2 separate regions of the Mus musculus genome follow, and region 1 is linked to region 2. A link is a contact called in public Micro-C data. All regions are on one chromosome and are shown on one strand. Each heading gives the region's core, a stretch centred on a gene start, on an enhancer-like site or on the middle of the called end of the contact. The rest is flanking DNA. Distances are from core to core; before and after follow the strand shown. Region 1 holds the start of 1700047G03Rik (RIKEN cDNA 1700047G03 gene). Region 2 has its middle 69 kb from the start of Npr3.

The links. A called contact is a pair of places that touch in the nucleus more often than the background predicts.
Region 1: a contact with region 2 is called in a Micro-C map of embryonic fibroblasts, with 5 times the contacts expected there. The contact joins the promoter of 1700047G03Rik here to the enhancer-like site in region 2. A contact is called at or near these places in 3 of 484 Hi-C or Micro-C datasets (Sertoli cells, adipose-derived mesenchymal stem cells and embryonic fibroblasts) and 1 of 115 datasets of contacts at active chromatin or transcription factors (embryonic stem cells).

Annotation. Positions count from the first base shown.
Region 1 is chr15:11,964,728-11,969,389 of GRCm38.p6, reverse strand. It overlaps 1700047G03Rik (RIKEN cDNA 1700047G03 gene), which reads right to left and starts at 2,328. Exons shown (of 3, transcript NR_040447.1): 1 at 2,194-2,328; 2 at 1,486-1,576. It also overlaps the pseudogene Gm21997.
Region 2 is chr15:11,833,851-11,838,686 of GRCm38.p6, reverse strand. No RefSeq gene overlaps it. Among named protein-coding and RNA genes, the nearest start is that of Npr3, 69 kb to the left of the region's middle. Within about 2 kb of position 2,631, at least 43 of the 459 cell types and tissues checked have an H3K27ac peak or open chromatin away from gene starts, as enhancers often do. A contact at or near this core is called in adipose-derived mesenchymal stem cells and embryonic fibroblasts, where this site is marked.

The DNA.
Region 1 (4,662 bases), core at 1,079-3,578, 130 kb before region 2:
TCATCCTAGGCTTCCTCTGTCAACACGATCACCAGGTGATGTGGGAATGCCTTAAGGTTTGCCAGTGCTGTCTTGGAGAAAGTTGAGCAGACGGTTTAAGAGAGAGCTGCTGGGCCTGGAGAAACAGCCCAGAGGTTAAGAACACTGACTGCTCTTCCAGAGCTCCTGAGTTCAATTTCCAGCAACCGCACGGTGGCTCACAACCATCTGTAGTGGGACACACACCTCGTCTGGTGTGTCTGAAGACAGAGAGACAGCGTACTCACATACATAAAATCTTTATAAAAAAATGCAGCTGCTGTTGTACCGTGGGTGGCAGCTTCCTCTTTCAAAGCACGTTAAGTCCCAGCGGTACCCCGTGGTTGGATGGATGGATGGATGGATGGATGAGTAAATTGGTGTATACCCTGGCTTACTTATCCCCCCTTAGCGGGACTATGGACAGAGTGGTTTATACAAGGGATCTATCTAGTTCCTGGTCAGGTGAATGGACTCATAGTTCACCTTACTTCACTGTTGTGGCTAACTCCATGCACACCCTTTTTTTAATCAAAAAAAAAAAAAAAAAAAAAAAAAGGATGTTTGCTTGTTTGGTGTGTGTTCTTGATGCCCAAGAAGCCCCCCCCCCCCAAGAAAGTGTATTAACTCTCTTAGAACTGGAGTTATAGTTGGTCGTGAGCCATCATGTGGGTGCTGGGGACTGAACCCCAGTTGTCTGCAAGACAGCCTGTGCTCTAAATCACTGAGTAGTTTCTCTAGCCCCCTTCATGTGACCTTTATAAAGAACTGGCCATTTATTCTGCAAGATGTCAGTGTGTGTGTGTGTGTGTGTGTGTGTGTGTGTGTGTGTGTATACGAGATATGTTTCCTTGTCTAGCCTTGGAATTACAGAGATCCACCTGCCTCTGACTCCTGAGTGCTAGGATTAAAGGTGTCACCATGCCTGTCCCACACAATATCATTTTTATAGTGTGTCTTGGTTAGTTTCATGTCAACTTGACACAAGATAGAGTCATCTGAAAGGAGGGAACTCAATTGAGAAAATGCTTCTGTAACACCCAGCTGTATGGCATTTTCTTAGTGGTTTCTTGGGGAGGGCCTAGACCGTTGTGGGTGGTGCCATCCCTGGGCTGGTGTTCTGGGTTCTATAAGAAAGCTGGCTGAGCAAGCCATGGGAAGCAAACCAGTAAGCAGCCTCCCTCCATGGCGTCTGCATCAGCTCCTGCCTCCAGGATCCTGCTCTGGTTGTGTTCCTGTCTTGCATGCCTTTAGTGATGAACGGTGCTGTGTAAGTGGAATAAACCCTTTCCTCCCCAAGTTGCTTTGGTCATGGTATTTCATTACAGTACTAGTCACCCTGTGATATAGAGAATTGCGAATAAGATGATCTCATACCGTGTCCCTATTCTATCTGTGGCTTTCCTGCTGCTGTGATGAAATACCATGGCCGAGGCAATGTGTAGAAGGAAGTTTATTTGGACTTACAGTTTCTAGAGGGTTAGAGTCCATGCTGGAGGAGAGAGGCATGACGGCAAGCAACAGTCACAATTAGGAATGGACAGAAAGCCGAGGGAACCTGAAGCAAAAAGGAAAGAGAGGAAACTTGGCGTGGCTTAATTCTTTAAACTCTCAAAGCCCGCCCCCAGTGACGTACCTCCTTCAGCATGTGCACACCCCTTCCTAAGCCTCTCTTGCTGCACCACCAACCTGGGACCAAGTGTTTAACTACTCTACGCTATGGGACACATCTCATTCAAACCACTAAGGCTTTCTTGTCCATTTACCTAAATTGGTCCAGTGCTCTAGAGCAACGGTTCTCAACTTGTGGGTCGTGGCCCCTTTGGGGTTTGAGGGGTCACCTGAGAACATAGGAAAACACAGGCATTCACGGTTATGAAGTAGCCATGAAAATACCTTTATGGTTGGTGTCACCCCAAGAGGAGGAGCTGTTTTGAAGGGTGGCAGCGTTGTCAGGAAGGTTGAGAAACGCCGCCCTAGAGGACCTCAGGGAACACGTTCCTCCCTAGCAAGCAGGACACCATGTGCTGGTCAGCTTCCTATCCCTGTGACTAAATAGCTGAGACACGAACTTAAAGGGAGGAAAGGTTTCAGTCCACGGCTGGCTGGCTCCACTGCCTCTGAGCCCCGGGGCAAGGCATCGTGGTAGGAGGAAGTGGAGGGGCAGAGCATCACCTCTTGGCAGCCAGGAAGCAGGCAGAGAAGAAGGGATGAGAGATGAGATACATTCCTCAAACTCTTTGCCTCGGCGATCTTGTTCCAAGGTGGCTTCCTAACAGCCCATTCCATAGCGGTTAAAGCAGGAAGCATAGGGGTTAGATCGGAAGCAGGGGAAACTCTTTACTCTTGAAGCCTACCCTCCCACCAATGCCCCTCCCACTCATCAATACCCCCAGCTGCCAATACCCCCCACCTCAGTTACATGCCTCCTTCAGCGACACTACATTTACACATCATGAACAGCGACACCAACTGGGGCAGAATGACAGAGCCTGCGGGGGACATTCTCATTCAAACCAACACACGGGCTTTCCTTAACCTTCTCGTCCAAATTTTCTGCTTATATTTGTGGCCACCATTTTTCTTTTCCTGCCACTGCTGGGCACTCAGTATTAAAAACAGTTTAGAAATGGAATTTTCTTATGTGTTGGAAGAAGACCTTTTTTCCCTCGGTGCTCCCTCTACCTTTTTAACAAATTTCATTTTTAGTGGTAGTAGATGAACTGAAATAAATGCACAATTTAAACAAAATTATAGAAACTCGGTGTCATCAAATAGCCTAAGGTGTTCACTTTTTTGCCAGAAGGTGGCAGCAAAGCCACGGTCAGACCTTGGATAAAATTTTTTCATCACTCGTGGAAAAACCAAACCAAACTAAATGGAAAGCAAAACCAAGAACAAACTAGACAAACAATGGGGTACCACCTGCTTATTTTATTCATAGTTTCATAAGTCCTGTTTTAATAATTCAGCATTGCTTTTAGGCTCTAAAATAAGCCTAATCCTTACCTTCTAAACATGATAAAATGGTTGCTTATTATTTTGACTTTTCTTTTTTCTTTTGAGATAGGGTTTCTCTGTGGAGCCCTGGCTGTCCTAGAACTAGCTCTGTAGATCAGGCTGGGCTGGAGCTAAAGATCTGCTTGCCTCTGGTGCTGGGATCAAAGGTGTGTGCCACCCCTGCTCGGTGAGTCAGAGACTTTTTTGACTTATTATTATTTTTTAAGGCACCCAATGTGAACACTTTTCTCCACAGAAGTAATGTCATGGGTTGATATCCATACTCTTTTTTTAAAAAAAAATATTTTTAATCTATTTATTTTATGTATATATGAGTATACTGTAGCTGTACAGATGGTTGTGAGCCATCTTGTGGTTGCTGGGAATTGAATTCAGGACCTCTGCTTATTCTGGCCATGCTCACTCTAGCCCAAAGATTTATTTATTTATTATATATAAGTACACTGTAGCTTCAGGCACACCTGAAGAGGGCGTCAGATCTCATTATGGATGGTTGTGAGCCACCATGTGGTTGCTGTGATCTGAGCTCAGGACCTTTGGAAGAGCAGTCAGTGCTCTTATCCAGAGCCAGCTCACCAGCCCGACTTCAAAATTTTTTTTTTATTGTATTTGTTTAATGTGCACACACACATGTGCACATGAATGAGGGGGAAAGAGAGAGATAGAGATACAGAGATACAGAGAGTACACAAGCATGCCTGCCCATGTCGCAGCGAGCATGTGGAGGTCAGAGGACAACTTATGATGGTTCCCTTCTTCCACAATGCAGGTCTTGGCAAGTGCTGAGCCATGTCTCTGGTCCCATAAACAAAATGATCTTATTTAATTACTTTGTGTTTTGAGAGTTTATTTGGAGGGTCTATCAAGAGATGAAAGCTACTTGAATACCCTTGGCCCCCCTCTACTGGGGAAGGTCCAGCCAACAGAATGGCTTTGGAAGGGATACCAGCCTAGCCAGCCAGATAAGTCAAAGCGACTCTGGCAATCAACAGAGTGACAGATGCTACAGCCAGATCACTCTCCCATCCTATTTAATTACTTAGGAAACCCCCCCTCCCACAAGCTATGAACTGACGGTACACAACATTGGCCCAAGCATCTTTTTTTTTTTTTTTTTGGTTTTTCAAGACAGGATTTCTCTGTGTAGTCCTGGCTGTCCTGGAACTCAGTCTGTAGACCAGGCTGGCCTCAAACTCAGAAATCCGCCTGCCTCTGCCTCCCAAGTGCTGGGATTATGCATCCTAAATAATAGATTTGAAGTCGTTTTAGTTTCCTCTTTATGAGCTCTTTCAGCTGAGCAGTGGATTATAGACCACAAGGAGTCATGTTCAGCAAGATGCACTGTCAATCTGGTCATGTTTATAACTGTTCCTGGGAAAGTACTCTCAGTGCAGGCGAGAGCTCTTCTTTTCATGTGTCAGGTTAGCTGTCTTACAATGTCATCCTGCGAATGGCACACGGGGTTTCAAAGCCTGCCCGATGCCACTCCCGGCTCTGCTGATGCTGACACAGAACCCCAGCCCTTGCTGACACCACCGGTGTACTCACACTTCCTGTCCATCAACTCCTTCCACCGGGTCACCTTACTGTCTCTGCATAAGACAGCAAGGGTGCTAGCTGTGA
Region 2 (4,836 bases), core at 1,382-3,881:
AAAAGGAGCTTCTTCCCAGGCCATCTGCTAGCACCAAAATGGAGCCAAGGAAAAAGGGTTCCTTTCACAGGCTTAGTGTAACCCTCCCAATCACCAGCGGCAGAAGTTCCCAAGAGCAGAAAGGAGGAAGGCCAGAGGTGGCTGTGAGCAAAGACCTGTGGACTACATATTTGTGGGAGTAGATACGCTGTTTGCTTCTGGGTCACTTGGGTCCCTTCTGTTTCATAGCTTGGTTCTGACCCTTGAGCTATGTGATCTTGTGTGAAAAACGAAAGCAATATCAGTTACAACCTCACCGGATTGCCATGACTTCAGACTTCGACTCCTCCATGGCATATCATAAAACATTCAACAGATTTGTCATACTTGTTGGCTTCTGCAAAATAAGACAAATGCACAATACTTTGGAGGGCTTTCAAGGCCAGGAGAGTCCTGGTAAAAGTCCCAGTCAGTTTCCTTTCTTCTCAGTCTGATTGGGTGGCAAGTGGCCTCTGCCTCTTGATAATGAAGTGAAACTCTGAAGAAGGCATAGACAAGGACCAAAGGGAGACTGTGATAGCTGGATGATTTCAGAGTGCTGAACACGTACATCCAAAAACGCGTTCTCTCACCAGAGTGGAGGGGCTAATGTTGAACCTGTGGCCATGTCATGCCTGCCTTCTGCCTCCTCTATTGCTGACGCAGTCCTTTGGATTCTCCTCAGAATTCCCTCCTGTGAAGCTGTGGTTTGCCCGAAAGAAGACCTTTGTCTCTCAGCTGTCATAAGGAATAGCTTTCCTACTATTAGCTGCCCTCAGGACCAGGAATACGATGGATATAATGCTTTCGTGAAGTTGTGACCAAATTATCTAACAGAAACAGGAGAAAGAAAGATTTATTTTGGCTCTTGGAGTCAGAGGGCTTGGCTCATGGTTGTTTAGACCCATGTTTCTGGGTTTGTGTGAGACAGAACATCATGTCAGAGGGCACATGTAGAGGAATAGATAGGCTATTCACAGGAACCAGAGGAAAGGGATTCAGGAGGGGACCAGAATGAGCCGTAGTCCCCCAAACATACACCCAGTCATTTACTTTATCTGCTTAGACCCCATCTACATTTAACCAACTCCCAGTAGCATCACCAGATCCGGATTTCACCAAGGGACCATTCTATCTCCAAAAGCCCACCATCTGACAATCAAACTCCCAAGCCTGATCCTGTTGGTGACACTTCACATTTAGGTAATAACAACAGGAATGCTATCGAGTTCTCCCACCATGCCTCACTAAGAGGATGAGACCACTAAGTAGCTGTCCTATGCAGAGTGGTCAGCCTGGAAACTACATGCACACATCCTGTGAAAGTGGACCCAACAGTCTATATGTATACATACATACATACATACATACATACACATACACACATATATAATATACCTATATACATATATACATGTGACAATAATAATCAAATGAAGTTAAGTTATCAGCTTGAATTGGGGAGCATGGAAGGGGTTTGATGAGTTTCTGAGAGGGGGGAAAGGGAGGGGGAATGATGTAATTCTATTTCAATTAAAACATTAAAAAATTTAATGAAGAAAAAAGGACAGTGTTACCAAGTGGTAGGTTTGTCGGTATAGACCAAAGAGTTTCCTTCCCCCCCCCCCCCCACATATTACATTCAAAGGGACAGAGAGGCATGAATCAGCATGCAGGCTGAGAGAGAGCACACTACAGGGGAGGTTGTGGGATTCCAGGTCTCCAGAGAGCCTTCCTCTTTCCAGATCCAGCAGCCTCAAGGCCAGGGTAGTGATAACCATTCTTCCAGAAGAGACCCAGAACAGGGCTGCCTTCCAGGCTGTGCAACTCTTCTGCCATGAAGCAGAGTGGTCAGAGCCAGGCATTCTCTGGTGGGGCAGAGGTTAGCCTGGGGAAGGCTTGAGAAATAGCAGTTGTTCAGGAAAGACATCCCTCAAAGCAGAAATATCCTGGGTGGTCTTAAAGGTATTTCATGCTTCAGGCAAACGTCGAGCAAGAGAGAGCATATTGAAGCAAAGCTTGCCGCCTCATGTCTTAAGTGTGCACACCTTAGACTATCCTCCGCATTTCACTCAGAAGGGAAGTGCAAAGCATTTGGAGTGCATGCCTTCTCTGTTGGAGGATGCTAAGTGTCTATTGAGGGCCACCCGCAGCCCAGGGTTGGGCTCAGCATCTGTGTTCCCTCCTTCAATTTCTTCAGCTCTGTGACAAGGTTGGTTTTCCTCCTCGCCTCAGAGATACATAAACTGAGGCGTTGAAGTAACCTGCTTTGGGTTTCAAAGTGATCAAGAGGCCAGAGCTACAGTCTCAAGTCAGGCACCCGGCTCTCGGTGGTGGCGTCACCCATCCATTTAGTAATAAGCCACCGTCATTTTCTGCTCTCTGTGAGTGACTTCTCTTTCTGTTACCATCCATGTCCAGTCAGATCCCAGCTCTTCATTTCACCATCACTACATGAGACCTGATCTCCTGATCCCAAGGAAGCAGGGAAGAGACTATTTCTTCACTCTGTCTCTGAGCATTCTTTTCCCCCTCTCCTTCCTCACACAAATGCTGCATCCTGCATTCCTGAAATACTTGGTGCATTTGATACCCTGAGCCTCTTGACTCTCACTCTCCACAGGTCAGATTCCACAATCTGTCACTCTGATTCTTTGAGGCTTGTGGCACTGGCTTAGTCACTATTTGTCTGGTTCAGGAAAATTGTGCTGAACTTGATGACATCAACTGATTCCTTTCTTGCCCAGAAATCATCTCTTTCTTGTCAGACTTTTTTTTTTTTTTTTTTTTGAAATGGTCTTATGCAGTTTGGCTAGCCCTACACTTGCTACAGAGCCAAGGATGACCTTGAACTCCAGACTCCTTATCCTCTCCCCTCCCCTCCCCTCCCCTCCCCTCCCCTCCCCTCCCCTCCCCTCCCCTCCCCAATACTGCTACCCAGGCCCGGACCACCAAGCCTGACTGCTTATTTAGATTTTATTTCCCACTGATCTTCCTGCCCAGTGACTCTTTACTTCATACTAGTCAAACCTTTATCTGAAGTCCAAATCCAGTTTCTTCTGTAAGCTTTCTTGTCCACCATAATCTCTAGTGAGGGGCTATGAATCAGTGGTCCGTGGATTTGTTTTGATTTGTTTGTTTGCTTAGAAAAGAAAGGATGTCTATGGGTGGAGCCAGTTCTCCAATTTGCTGACCCCCCTGCACCACTAGTGTTCTGATACTTTTCCTCACTTATTTGTATTAGGGCTTTAGGCCTTGCAAACTCTGAGTACACAGATAATTAGGCAAGTATGCAGGCTGTGTGGCTCCTCTCCCGTCTCAATTCCCTCTCAGCGCCGTGCATGCGTCCAAGCTTCTGGTTGTTAGAGAATTTTCTGATGCCACTTCTTTTCCTCAAGCGTCTCTGTCGAGCACAGGTTTCAAAACAAAACATTTCTTACGTCTGGGGAATTATGACTTAAAGAAAGTCCAATATGGTTTCTGTAATGCTAATATTCACCCCGCGGAGCTGGGAGGACGGCTCAGGGGGTAATAGTGCTTCCGATTCAAGCATGAGGGCGGAAGTGAATTGGAATCCCTAGCACTTTTGTAAAACCAAACAAACAGAAAAACAGGCATGATGTGATGCCTTTACCTGTAACACTGGGGCACAGAGACCGGTCACTCCTCGGAACTCTCTAGAAAGCCGGCTTAGCTTCTAGTTCACTGAGAGAACCGTGACACCAGGATAGAAAATGATACAAAACCAAGACATTCTATAGTCTTTCTCTGGTTTTTACTTCTGTGTACATGGGTGCTAGCACACACATGCATACACACATGCATGCAACACACACACACACACACACACACACACACACACACACACACACACACACACTTACCCAGTAATATTCCTCATTTCTAAAGCTAGTCCCTCAAGAAGGTCTTCAAAGTTCTAACTCTCGTGCTTCTGTTTGATAGATTGTGCTCCCCTAAACCATAGCATCTTTCAGAGCCTCAGTTTCCCTTTTTGTACAAACAAGAAAGCAACGAAGACATTGTAAGGTTTAGAAGCACTGTGCTCAAAGCTCATATCTTCATGAGGTAAATGTTACCAACTGTTCCTCACGTTCTTAGGCTCCCAGGGTCAAGAGTAGCTCATAGATAGGAAACAGGAGTCTTGTTGGTGTACAGCCTTAGAGCGGGAGGTCTCCTTTGCAGTGTGTAGCTTTGTTCTTCAGCTGGGAACACTAGGCACAGATTGGGTTCAACTTTTCTACCATGTGCTCTCTGCACACCACACAGTCCTCATGTCTGTCTTAAAGAGGAACTCTGGTTACCTCTGTGACACAGAGTGACACAGCAACTTACCTGGGTCATGCAACTGGGAACTGAGAGCCAGACATGCCAGAGAAGCATGTGTGTTGGAGCTTACATGCATGTCTCTCAGAGCTGGCTCTTTCAAGGGTCATACAAAATTTATGTTTTATCTTTCTTAATGTCTTTTTCTTCTTGAGAATTCTCTCATACTCTGACTATAGCTAAGTGATCAGCGAGTCACCCTTAGACCCAAACTATGGAGAGATAAAACTATCTCAGACAACTGTCTCTTTCATGGAAAGTTTCTTGGTTTTCAAATCATTGAACTTCTGTGTTTGTGCATGTGGTGTGTTTGTTCATGTGCACACTTACAGAGGTGTCCATGCATGTGTGTTACCTAATGTGGAGGCCAGAGATCAATGTGATGTGTCTTCCTCAGCTTCTTTCCACCTATTAAAAATATTGATTTATTTTGATGTGCCATGGCACATGTGTGAAGGGTAGAGGACAACTTGA